3 separate regions of the Anser cygnoides genome follow, and all the other regions are linked to region 2. The links are chromatin contacts, called in public Hi-C maps. All regions are on one chromosome and are shown on one strand. The core of a region is the stretch at or near the end of the contact, and the rest is flanking DNA. Distances in the headings are between cores, read along the strand shown. Region 1 holds the start of RNF216 (ring finger protein 216). Region 2 holds the start of TNRC18 (trinucleotide repeat containing 18). Region 3 holds the start of SMURF1 (SMAD specific E3 ubiquitin protein ligase 1).

Region 1 (3,739 bases), core at 704-3,203, 160 kb before region 2:
ACAGGGTGGCCAAATGCACCGACGTACCAGGGTTTTGCCTGCCCCTTGTTTCAGCAGGAGGGCTTGGACAACTTGCAATTGACGGCGTGGAGCAAGAAGCGCTGTCAGTCCTTTGGTGCTCGGTCCCACGCTCGTCCTGCTTTCTGTTTTCTTTAATAAAGACGTTTTGGGGAAGCATTCCTGATTTCTGTTATGTCTTTCTTTTGCAGACATAGCTGAGATAAAGAGGATTCCTGTAGCCTGCTTCAGATCGGGTACGTTGTAGGACTCTTGCACCACGAGAACTTCTTGAAAACAAAACAAATTACTACTTCTCTTAAATCTCAGAGCTTAAGTAATTCACTGTCTCGTTTAGAGGAGCTTGGCAGGTCAATTAAATTCCTCAGGTTAAGTTCTCCAGTCTCTGCCTCTTTCTGCAGGATGTACAAACCGTCCTGTGAGGAGTGCTGGTGTAGCAGTGGTGATTTCTGTTCGGATTAATCACGATCCTCCTGCGTCCTGGGCGCTCTGCTTTTTTCTGGTTTTTTTTGGTGAAACACCACCAAACCAAGGCTTATAACCCCTTCTGCGATTGCACGATTAGTTGCTGGCTGGATAACGTGAGCAGTGCCCTGCAGATCGTCTCCCAGCCTTGGCCGGAGCCGTGTTTAATATCTTGTGTCCCTCTAGGGAACAAGAGCCTGTCGCTTAGGACCAGGATCAAATCTGCCAGGAGAGCTTAGGGCTGGCTGTACCGTGACAGGGAAGGAGGGTAGGCACAAACAGGTTCAGAATTGCTCTTTTATTTTCCTCGCGCTGCAACCTGCGCAGAAGAGGAGCGTTTAAGGGAGGGGAAGTGTGGCTGCAGACAGCCGCCGAGAGCCCTGCCCAGCTGGCAGATCGCAGTCCCGCATCCAGAAGCAGCTGGCGTAGGAAACGGAGGTTGGGCCGTGCTCTGAGCCCACATGGCTGAACCGCAGCGGGCCCTGCACGGAGAGGGGGAAGGAGAAAAGCGTCCCTGGGAGCCCCCGGGCCGCTCTTGGTGTTTGGCTGGGGTCTAGAACAGGATCTGTGAGACAAACCCGGGCCCGATGGGGAGGAGAAAGTCGGGTCAGCCTCGCGCTGTTTCTACAGAGGTAACCCTGGTGCGGGTGAGCTCAGTGCGTTGGACATTTGAGAACCCATAGGGGACATAAGACCCCCTAATGGGGGATGTGGGACCCCCACGGGGGGCATGAGACCCCGTACTAAGGGCACAAGACCCCCCAGTAGGCGATATGAGACCCCCCCGGCTGATACAAGGACCCCCATAGGGGACAGGAGACCCCCATAGGGGACATGCCGCCTTGGCAGGACACCCCGTAGGGCTCATGGAACCCTCACAGGCAACGTGAGACCCCACAGGGGACGCAAGACCCCTTAATATGACATATGGGACCCCCACGGGGGGCATGAGACCCCTTAATAGGGGACACGAGACCCCATAGGGGACACGAGACCCCCTAAAATGAGATATGGGACCCCCACAGGGGGCATGAGACCCCTTAATAGGGGACACAAGGCCCCCAGTAAGGGCTATGGGACCTCTATAGGGGCTATGGGACCCCTACAGGGGACACGAGACCCCCCATAGGGGCTATGGGACCCCTATAGGGGCTATGGGACCCCTACAGGGGACACGAGACCCCCCATAGGGGCTATGGGACCCCTATAGGGGCTATGGAACTCCAGTAGGGGCTATGGGACCCCCACAGGTCCCTCAGCACCCTCAGGTCCCTCCACCCCCCCCACCCCGTTCGCGCTCCAGCCCCGCCCCCTCTAGCCCCGCCCCCTCTAGCCCCGCCCCTCTCATAGCCCCGCCCCCTCGTAGCCCCGCCCCCTCAGCCCCCGCCCCCCGGCAGGAGGCGGGGCTTCCCCCGGAGGACCTCCCCCCCCCCCCCCGCACTCTATGGTAAGTTCAGGCCTCCGGGCCGGCCGCTCTGCCCGTCCCCCCCCCCCCCCCGCCTCCCGCCGCTGCTCTCTATGGTGCGGGGCGGGGCGGTCACGTGGGCCGGAAGGAGCCGGGCAGCGGCGGCGGCGCCTCAATGGAGCGGGGCCGGCGGGGGGGCGGTGAGCGCCGGGACCGGGGCCGGGACCGGGCCGGGGTTGGGGGGGCGGAGGAGCGGCCGCAGCCCGCTGGGGAACGGGAAGGGCCCGCTCCCGGTTCACCCCGGGGCTCCCCGCCCGCCTCACCGGGGCCTGGCCCCCCCCTCATAGCCCCGGGCCCGCGCCCCCCTCAGCCCCCGGGCCCGGTCTCCCCTCAGCCCTTACCCTTCCCCCTCACCCCGCTCCCTTCTCCCCGGCCCAAGGAGCGGGGCTGGGGGGCTCTGAGGTGTTTTTTCCCCCCCCACCCCGTTCCCCGTTGCCCGTTCCCGGCCGCCCCCCCCGGGTGCGGAGGGGCCCCGCACGGTGCCCCCGGGCTCTGTGAGAGACGAGGCCAGGCGGCTCCGGAGGCGGGCGGGGAAGGGGGGGGGGGGGAGCGGAGGTTGGCCGCTCCGCTCGGGCCTCCGGGGGGAGGGGGGGGGGGTCTGTGGTGCCCTTCGGGTGTGGCGGGGGGGGGCCCGAAGCGCGGCTGTCCTCCCTGCGGGGGGGGCTCTGCCCGTGTCGGAGAGGGCCCTGCCTGCGTGAGGGAGGCCTCCTGGCCCCCCCCCCCCCACGTTAACCGTTTTGGTTCCAGCACTGCTTCGGCTCGGCGGGAGAGAGCGAACGGTAGAAACGCAGAAATAACGCGGTGGTTTGGCGGTGGGGAGGCCCGCTGCAGGTTTCCGCCTTCGGCGTCGCGCCCGCTCCGTCCCCCCGAGCGGGAGGAGGGGGCCGGGGGTTTTGCACGCAGCCTTGCAGGGGCGAAGCGGTTTGGGACCGAAGAGGTTCAGTCAGCTCCCGGCCTCCGCACGAAGGAAAAGGGGCGAGTTAATCGAGGTAGCACGTCCCGCGTTGGTTTGCAGCAGGTGAGAGGCGCAGGGCAGCCTAAAAAAAGCGCCACCGTCCCGGCGGCTGCCGGCACGCGGCTGGGTGCCGAGCGAGCCCGGTGCTGGCGTCGGTCAGCCGAGCGCTGGCTGCGCTCAGGAGCCTGCCCCGAGCGCCGTGCCGCTCGCTTTGGGTGCGCTTTGTGACCGCCAGCGTCGCCTCCAGACGTCTTCTCGTAACTTCCCGTGGAATCGTGTTGCAGAGCGCTTGTACCAGAAGCAGAGCTCGCGGGGAGGAGTTCCAGCGTCCACGTGGCTCTTCACGTCCTCGCCGCTTGTCAGGCGAGGTCCGGTTCTTACCTGAAGGATCAGCCGCTGCTCTGAGACTCCTGGTGCCTTACAATGAAAAGGCTGCTGGGCACTGTGAGGTCCGTTACTGAGGCACGGTGCTCAGTGACTGCAGCTCAGCTGTCTGCTTTTCACAGCATCCCTTCCTGTGCCTTTTGAAGCTCGCTGCAGCACGGCTGATTTTCTTGCTTTATTTCGGCCGGTGGTCCTCAAAGCAGCAGCTAGCTGCCTGGATGGCTGAGAAGAGCAGGCGGCGCTCCTCTGTTGTGTCTCGTGGCGCTTGGTTCCTGTTTCTTAGCACCCACGGAGGCAGCAGAACTCTCCCTTGGAGCCGCTGGGGGAGGCTTCCAGCGGTGGCAGGCAGGTGGCTGGGCCAGGCTTTGCGTGCCCCATCACCGAGTGACCTTGTGCTGCCGCTGGAGGGGAGCAGGAGCCTTTTTCTAACCCCCCGGGTACCTGTTCGGAGG
Region 2 (3,824 bases), core at 1,276-3,775:
AGAGGGAAAAAAGGGGGAAGGAAAAAAAAGGGGGAGAAAAAAAAGGGGGGGGAGAAAAAAAAAGAGGGGAGAAAAAAAGGGGGAGAAAAAGAAAAAAGGGGGAAGAAGGGGGGAGGGAAAAGAAAAAGGGGGGAGAAAAAAAGGGGGGAGGAAAAAAATTTAAAAAATTGAAAAAGTGGAAAATGGGAATAATAAGGAAAAAAAGGGGAAAAGGGGAAATAAATATTAATAAATTAAATCTCTAATAAAGGGTAAGGGCAGGAGGTGAGACGGACGCAGGCGGCAGGGGGTGCCCCCCCCCGGGGCTGGGGGCGGGCGGCACCGTGGGAACCTGCCCGAGGGGGGGGCACGAGGCGCTGAGCGAACGGCTGCTGCCCCCCCAAAAAATCATAAAAAATCGGCGTTTTGGGAAAAAGCGGTGATTGCAGGCGGAAAAAGTGGGAGCCCCCCCCCCCCCAGCGTGGTGCCCCCCCCCGGAGGGGCTGCTGCTGGGGGAAGGGGGGGTCCGGGGGGGGGGGGCTTACCGGGAAAAGCGGGGAGAAAAGGCGATCAGCATAATTAAATTAATTTAAATTAGATATACAGAGGTGCACGGGGGGGGGATTTTTAACCGGGGGGGGGGAATCTCGGGGCTTTTTGCAGCGCTGCCCCAGCCCGGAGCTGCTGCTCCAAGATGGCTCCGGCCGGGGGAGGAGGGAAAGGAGGAGGAGGAGGAGGAGGAGGAGGAAGGGCTGGGGGGCGGGGGGGGGCAGCCTTTTTATTAGCATTTCCCTGATTTATGGCATTTACGGCATGCCAACCCCCCGGCCCGGGGACAGCGGCGGGGAGGTCCGGGCGCGAAGGCATTAAACATTTATAAAATATGCTTTTAAAGCCACATAAAAGCGATTAAGCCATTAATATCTCCCCCCCCCTCTTTTTTTTTTTTATTATTTTAAATTTTATTTTATTTTCGGGCTGCTGCGGGAGAAAGGCAAAGAAAAAAAAAAATAAAGCAGCGGGGTTTGAGCCCTCGCCTCTGACGCAGCCGGGTTGGGCTCTCGGATATAAATAAAACACCATTTTTTTATCCCTATAAATACAGATTTTTTTTTTTTATTATTATTTTATATTTTTTTGGCCTTAAATACGGCGCCTGGCGGAACGCGAGGAACGCGGCGCCGCTTTAAAAAAAAACGGAAAAAGGGGAAAAAAAAGAAAAAAGGGAAAAGAAAAAAAGTGCGGGGGGGTCCCGACCTCCCCACACACACACACGCGATTTTTGGGGCAATTTCCCCCGGTTTTCGGCCGCTGCCCGCCGGGGGCAGCCTGGAAACGCCCGGCGGCGGCTGCGGGCGGCTCGAAACTCCTGCGGGGGGGGGGGGGCTTGATTATTTTTATATTTTTTTTTAATTTAGATCGGGATGAAATTAGATTTTCCCCTCCCCCCCCTCCTTTATAAAAGCCCCGCTTTTGGGGGTTTTAATTAAAAAAACAAGTCAGGAATTTGGGGCGCCCCCCCCCCGGCGCTGTACAGGGCGATGGTGAGCGGGGGGGGGGGGGGCATTAAAAAGGGAAAGCGGAGCTGGATTTTTTTTTGGGGGGGGGACTGCTTTTTCCTGCCTTCTTCCCGCGGCCGGGAAAAAAAAAAAAAAATACGACTTTTGGTTAAATCCGGGGGGGGGGGCGCTATGCGTGTGCCCCCCCCCCCCCCCGCGGGCAGCACGGCGGTGTCGCTTCGCAGCCTATTTTTCCATTTTTAAATTTTTTTTTTTCCCCCAATTTTTGGCGGCGGGGCCAGCGAGGGGGAAGGGGGCACCCCCCCCCCCCCCCTTCGAAAAAAATAATTCTTGCCCCCCCCCCCCCCCCCCCAAATCCAACCCCCTCAAAGGCGGCTTTGTCCGCGGCGGGGCCGTGGGAGAGGGCCCGGCGGCATTTCTCTCCCCCCCCCCCCCCCCGCCCTCCGCGAGGGGCAAAGAGCGGGGAAAAGGCTCAAAAACAACGGCGAGACCCTGGGGGGGGGGGGGGGGAAGGGGGGGGTCACTCCCTTGTGTGCCCCCCCCCCCCGGCACCGTCCCGGGGCGGGGCGGGGCGCGGGGGGCCTGGAAACGGCCGCGCGTGATTCTCACCGGGAGTGGGGGGGGGGGGGGGGGGGGGGGGCCTTGAAACCGCCGCGCGGGCCCGCGTGGCGGCGCGCCCCCGCCGCCTGTTTACCCCGCCGCTGAGTGGCGGGGCGGCGGGCCAATGGGCGGCGCGGAGAGGCGGCGCGGCCCCGCCCCCCCGCGGGCGGTGGGCGTGGCGCGGGAGAACAATGCGCGCTCGGCCGGCGCGCCGGCGCGCTTTTCCCCTTGCCCTCCCCCTTCCCCTCCCCCGCCTGGTTTTTTTTTTTTTCCTTTTTTTTTTTTTTTTTTTTTTTTAAGCCGGGGGGCGGAGGAGGGGGGGGGGGGGGCGCCCGATGAAGCTCGGCGGGGCCCCGGCGCTCTATGGAGCGGCCGCCGCGCCGCTGCCGCCGCGCTGCCCCTGAGCGGAGCCGCCGAGCTGCTGCTGCTGGTGCCGGCAGCGGGCGGGCGGGCGGGGGGCGAACCGGCTGCTGCCCCCCCCCCCCCCCGACCCCCCCCTCCCCCCAGCCCCGCACCGGGCCTCCAGCCCCGCACCGCCGCCGCCATGCCCCGGGACCAGGCGGCCTGACCGCGCCAGGTAGGAGCCGGCAGCTCCCCGGCCCCAAAAGCACCGTCCCCCCCTCCTTATTCCCCCCCCGTCCCGTCCTCCTTTATTTTAAATTTTATTTAATTTTGGTCGCCCCCGCTTTTTAATTTTTGCCCCCGGTTCGCAGCCGAAAGCTGGGATCCGGGCGCGGGGGGGGGCCGGAGCGCGGCGCGGGGCTTCCTCTTTATTTATTTCCAAACTTCGCCATTCGTTTTTTATTTATTTTTTTTTGAGGAATTTTTTTTAAAAATTAATTATTCCCCTCCTTCCGTCTCTTCCCGCTCCGGAGGCGCTCCCGGTGCCCTCTCCGCCGAGCTGCGGCCGCCGGGGGCTTTTTTTTTTTTTTTTTTTTTTTTACCTTTTTTCTGCTTTTCCCCCCCCCTTTTTTTTTCTTTTTTTTTTTTTTTTTTTTCCGCCCCGTTGGAAAATACCACGCGTCTCGTTTTCCCCAGCGGGAGCGGCGCTGGGCAGAGCGGCAGCACAGCCGACCAGGTAGTTGGACGCCTCGGAAATGGGGAAAAAAGAGGCGAAAAAAGCCAAAAGGGGAACGGCACCGGGCAGCCCTTCCCCGGCCGCCCCTCGCTCGGCTCCCGCGGCCGGGGCTCCCTCGGTGGGAGCGGAGCAGGAAGAAACCCGGCTTCTTTAGGTTGTTTTTCGTGCGTTTTTTTTTTGCATTTTTGCATTTTTTTTCGGCTCTTTTTGCCGCCCGCTGGCTGCGGGGAGCCGCGGTGCTGGAGCCGAGTTTTGGGGCGCTTTTGGGGATTGGGGAGTGGTTTTTTTTTTTTGGGGGGGGGGGGGGGGAATCCTCATTGCCCCCCGAGCCATTAGTTAATATTTTCCCCCCTCCCTTATTTTTCCCCCTCCGAGCCATTAATTCATTTTTCCCCTCCCTTATCCCCCCCCCCCCGCCTAAAATTCCCCGACTTTAAGGCTTTTTTTAAATTCTCCCCTCGGCGGGGAAGCCGCGGCTGGGTCCGGGGGTGCCCCCCCTCCACCCCCAGGGGGTGTGTGCTCTGTGGGGACCCCCCCCACACACCCACACCCCGTGTGCCCCCCCCCCATTTTTTTTTTTTCCTCCATCTCTCCGCAGGCACCACCGACACCGCCGCACCGGGGCTGGCTCCGCGCCCCCCACCATG
Region 3 (3,957 bases), core at 1,289-3,788, 210 kb before region 2:
TATAAAGATGCAGAACCATTAACTAAAGGCCATCAACTTTCTCCTAGGAAAATCCAGATCTGCAGCCTGGGACTGACCAAGACGGACTATATAACTTCTCAGTGGAGAAGCAAGACTTCGATTTCTGAAGATGAGGCACTGCACAGCTCTGAGCTAGGCAGTCTTGGTAGAGCCAGGATGTCCAGATCAAGAGGAGCAAAGTTGTGGGATCTTTTTACATTTGAAGCTTATCAATAAATTGCACTTCTGGGTTTGTATCTTATGCTTCTATTGCTTCTGTTTTTCCCCCTCATAAGCCACTGTTGCAAGGAGTTGTTGCAAAATATCTTCCTATATGTTTAGGCCCTGTGGAATTGTGTTAGAGCTCCTGGGTGCCTTTTCTAGGTGAAAAGCACAGCCAGAGACTTCCTGCTAACTGCTTGACTAGAGTCAAACCCCTAAAGAGCAGGATGTTACTACCAAATCCAGCTTGGTTTCAGTGCTTGTGCTGAAATTTCTAGGCTTGATTTGGAGTGGCTGAAACAGCTCAAAAGCTGTTTGAGAGGCTTTGTCCTGCCATTCCAGTCCTCCATGGATGTAGCAGGATCTGGACATAGGAGCTGAGTAAACTTGGGCCCTTTGGCAGCACAGATGTTTGCAGTGGGAGCTGTTCTACCTCACAGATGCTGCCCACTTCCCTGGAGCCCATTGATCTGGCTCTGCCTAAAGCTGCCCTCTGCTAGCAAGGACTTGTGTTCTGAGTTTTTATTGCATGTCACTGCTGAGGAGTCCTCCCTGTCTTTAATCCCTCTAAATTCACCCTCCCTCCATGGGCTGAGGAGGGTGGATGTGGCTCTGGGGTCCCAGACTGGAGGGCTCTGCTGGCACCTGCCAGACCCCAGGGGCTGAAGCATTTTAAGGGCTTTGTTCCATGCAGAACTGGGGGGTGGGCGGCTTTATCATCCATGCTTTGCTATGTTTGATTCTTCAAAAGGACCCCAGGTGCTTCAGGGCTCTGCTTTCTCAGATGTGGGGGGAGGTGGAGTGACAGAGGAATTAATGTGAAGGGAAAACATGATTTCTGGAGGGAAGAACCTCTTCCTCTGCCCTGAATTTGTTCTCCACAGGATACAAGCATTTTTCTTCCCAGGCTGCCTAGAAACAAGGAGTGAAGCCTGGCTGTGCTCTGTGAGGGGCTGTGCAGCCCTCAGCTTGTGGGCCAGAGCTGGGCATCACTTTTATTTAATATTAAAATGCTGGAGCTGCTGAATAGTATAAGGATTCATAGTCTTCAGTACATAGTTTTGGATGCAGGAAGTAAAGCTATGACAAAGCCTGAAATGTGCACTGGAGACAAGTGTCTCTGCACATCCTTTGTTTGTGCCCATGGCCTAACACAAAGGGTTTGGCTAGCTGTGCCTTCTTGTAGCATGCTGCTGACAGGGCTGATGCAGCATCTGGAAGTGATCGGATTTCAGCAGGTAAAAAGAATCTGAGGCAGGTGCTTCCTCAGTGTAAATGGAGATGCAGCCTGGAGCTGGGCTCCTGCACCTGCCCTGACTTCAGCTTGTGGAGTTGCACAGGCAGCCCTGCTGTGCTTGGGCAGCAGGGGTGCTGGTGCTCTGACTTGGAGCAAGGCAGAAGGAGAGGATGCAGCTATTTGGCTGTTCCCCTGCTTCCCTGTGTGTGCTGGATGTGAGACTGCAGTAGAAAGGCTGCTTGCTTCCACCACTGCAGCCTTAAGCCTCGAGAAACTAGTGCCTGTCTAGCTCTGCAGGTGATAGAGAGGAAAATGTTCTCTTTTAGTATCTGTGCCTGCTGAACTTACTGCAAGTTGTGCAGCTGAGGAGGCAGCTCTAAGCCCATAGCCACCTTCCTGTGGGGTCAGCACCTACCCCCTGCTCCTGGATGAGGCTGGCCTTGTTAATTAGAGCCCCTCTCCTTTACTTTATCCTGGCCCACTGGCTGTGGGGGTGATTTTGACTCCTGCTGTGGGGGGGTCTCTGGGTGGGAGGAGGTGGGTGAGCCCCAGGCCATGTCCATAGCACCCCATACCCCCCAGCCATGTGTCCCTATACACCCCCTGGGCCAACTTAGAATCCTAGAATCATTAAGGTTGGAAAAGACCTCCAAGATCATCTGGTGCCACCCATGTCACCCATTAAACTATGTCCCTAAGCACCACATCCAACCTTCTTTTAAACACCCCCAGTGACCCCACCCCCCCCCAGGCAACCTGTTCTAACGCCTGGCTGCTTGTTCTGACAAGAAATGTCTCCTAATTTCCAGCCTGAACCTCCCCTGGTGTAACTTGAGGTCATTCCCTCTAGTCTTACCGCTAATTTCTGTGACATACTCCCATTCCTGCCCCATTTCCCCTACAAATCCCCTCCAGCCCCCCTATGCCCCCCCAAGCCTCGCCTCCCCCTCGCCAGGGGGCGCTCCCCCTCCCTCCGAGTGTGGCTTCCTTCGACCTCCCCAAGATGGCGGCGCCGCGCCGCCGCCCCGCTCTGCGTGCTGACGTCACGCCCCTCCGGCGGGCGCAGGGCGGGGCGGGGGCGGCTCCAGCGCCCTCTCGGCGGCCGGGCCGGGTCGGGCTGAGGCGGGCGGGCGGCGGCGGCGGCTCCGGGAGCGGCTCCGGCTCCGCGTCTGGCTCCGGTTAACGGCGGAGGAGGCTCCTGGAGCGCTCGGCCGGGGGTTAGGCCAGGCCCGCATGGGGTTGCGCGGGGCCGCCGGTTGATCTGGGCGCGATGTCGAACCCCGGGACGCGGCGGAACGGCTCCAGCATCAAGATCCGCCTCACAGGTAACGGGGCCACGGCCCTGGGGCTCCCCTTCACCACAAAACCTCGGCCCGGTCAACCCTCCCCTCACGCCCAGGGGCCGGGGAGGGGGCGAACGCCCCCTCCCCGGCCCCTGGGCGTGAGGGGAGGGTTGACCGGGCCGCCGTGGGCCGGCTTCGGCGGTAACCGGGCCCCAGCCACCTCTCCTCAACTTTTATCCCTTTATAACCCCTTCTCCCACCACCGGGGCCCTGTGGAGGTTCTGTATTTTGAAGTTATTTCTGTTGATTTTCATTTTTTTTTTTCCCCCTCGTGGCACGTTGTTACCTCCCCCCCCCACCTCCAATACAGCCCACGGGCTGCTTCATCCCCCGGCTCCCTCAGATTTTGGCCTTTCCTGGCTTTGAACGAAGCCTTTCCTTTCATAATTTACCTCGCTTTGATTTACTTAAACCGTTTACCTTCCCCTCTTGCTAGTGAAGATAACCCTTTGAGCTTCCTCTGGAGGAAACGTATGTTTAATTGCTTTTAGCGTTTTTACCCCCCTTTTTTTTGTTGTTTGTCCTTTTTTTTGAGTTCTTTTTTATTATTATCATTTCCCACAACTTGATTTCCTTTCAAATATCACGCATTCAACTTTTGAAGTCCCTTCCCCGAGCGAAGGATGACAAGAAGCGGCGCGTTTCGTGGCTCCTCGCGAGGTCTGCGCTCGGGCGCGCGTGCACATATGGATAAGCCAATTTATGTGGCACCCTCAGAGGTCTGGATTAAATCTTCTGAAAGCTGCTCCAGTTGGTGCCGAGGTTGCTGCTTAAACAGAAAGGGGCACGGTTTCTGCTTCTTAAGGCTGCTGTGTGAATTATTAATAGATAAGGCCCTATCCGGCCTTTCAAAGGCAACAGGTGGATGCTTGGAGATCTCTTGGTGCGAAGGAACTGCTCAGCCACCGGCATTGATCTTCACAGAGTTGTGTCTGCAGGAGCATAAAAGATTGCCAAATAACGAGAAAATGGCACTAGGTAAACTTCGGTTACAGGGTAACTTGCTCCTGGCAGATACTGCAATCAGTCAGAAGCATCTCTTAAAAAAATCCCTTTTTTCTTTTAATTAGTTTTCTGATTCTGCGCCGCTCGTGGTTTAGAAGGCTAAAGTTGGTGAGGGAAATGTAAATCTGAAAATCCTTTTGGACATGAGAA

The links. Hi-C and Micro-C count contacts between places; a contact is called where the count stands out from the background.
Region 1: a contact with region 2 is called in a Hi-C map of liver, with 5 times the contacts expected there. The contact joins the promoter of RNF216 here to the promoter of TNRC18 in region 2. A contact is called at or near these places in 2 of 7 Hi-C or Micro-C datasets (both in liver).
Region 3: a Hi-C map of liver shows a contact between it and region 2, with 2.3 times the contacts expected there. The contact joins the promoter of SMURF1 here to the promoter of TNRC18 in region 2. A contact is called at or near these places in 2 of 7 Hi-C or Micro-C datasets (both in liver).

Annotation. Positions count from the first base shown.
Region 1 is chr15:3,881,041-3,884,779 of Taihu_goose_T2T_genome, forward strand. RNF216 (ring finger protein 216) reads left to right here and starts at 1,954. Exons shown (of 17, transcript XM_066977900.1): 1 at 1,954-2,088.
Region 2 is chr15:4,043,463-4,047,286 of Taihu_goose_T2T_genome, forward strand. TNRC18 (trinucleotide repeat containing 18) reads left to right here and starts at 2,526. Exons shown (of 30, transcript XM_066977821.1): 1 at 2,526-2,676; 2 at 3,776-3,824.
Region 3 is chr15:3,830,728-3,834,684 of Taihu_goose_T2T_genome, forward strand. It overlaps SMURF1 (SMAD specific E3 ubiquitin protein ligase 1), which reads left to right and starts at 2,539. Exons shown (of 18, transcript XM_048063118.2): 1 at 2,539-2,784. The coding sequence starts at 2,730. It overlaps LOC136786426 (a long non-coding RNA gene), which reads left to right and starts at 2,888. Exons shown (of 2, transcript XR_010825039.1): 1 at 2,888-3,957. KPNA7 (karyopherin subunit alpha 7) reads left to right here. Exons shown (of 10, transcript XM_013174893.3): 10 at 48-275. The coding sequence ends at 128.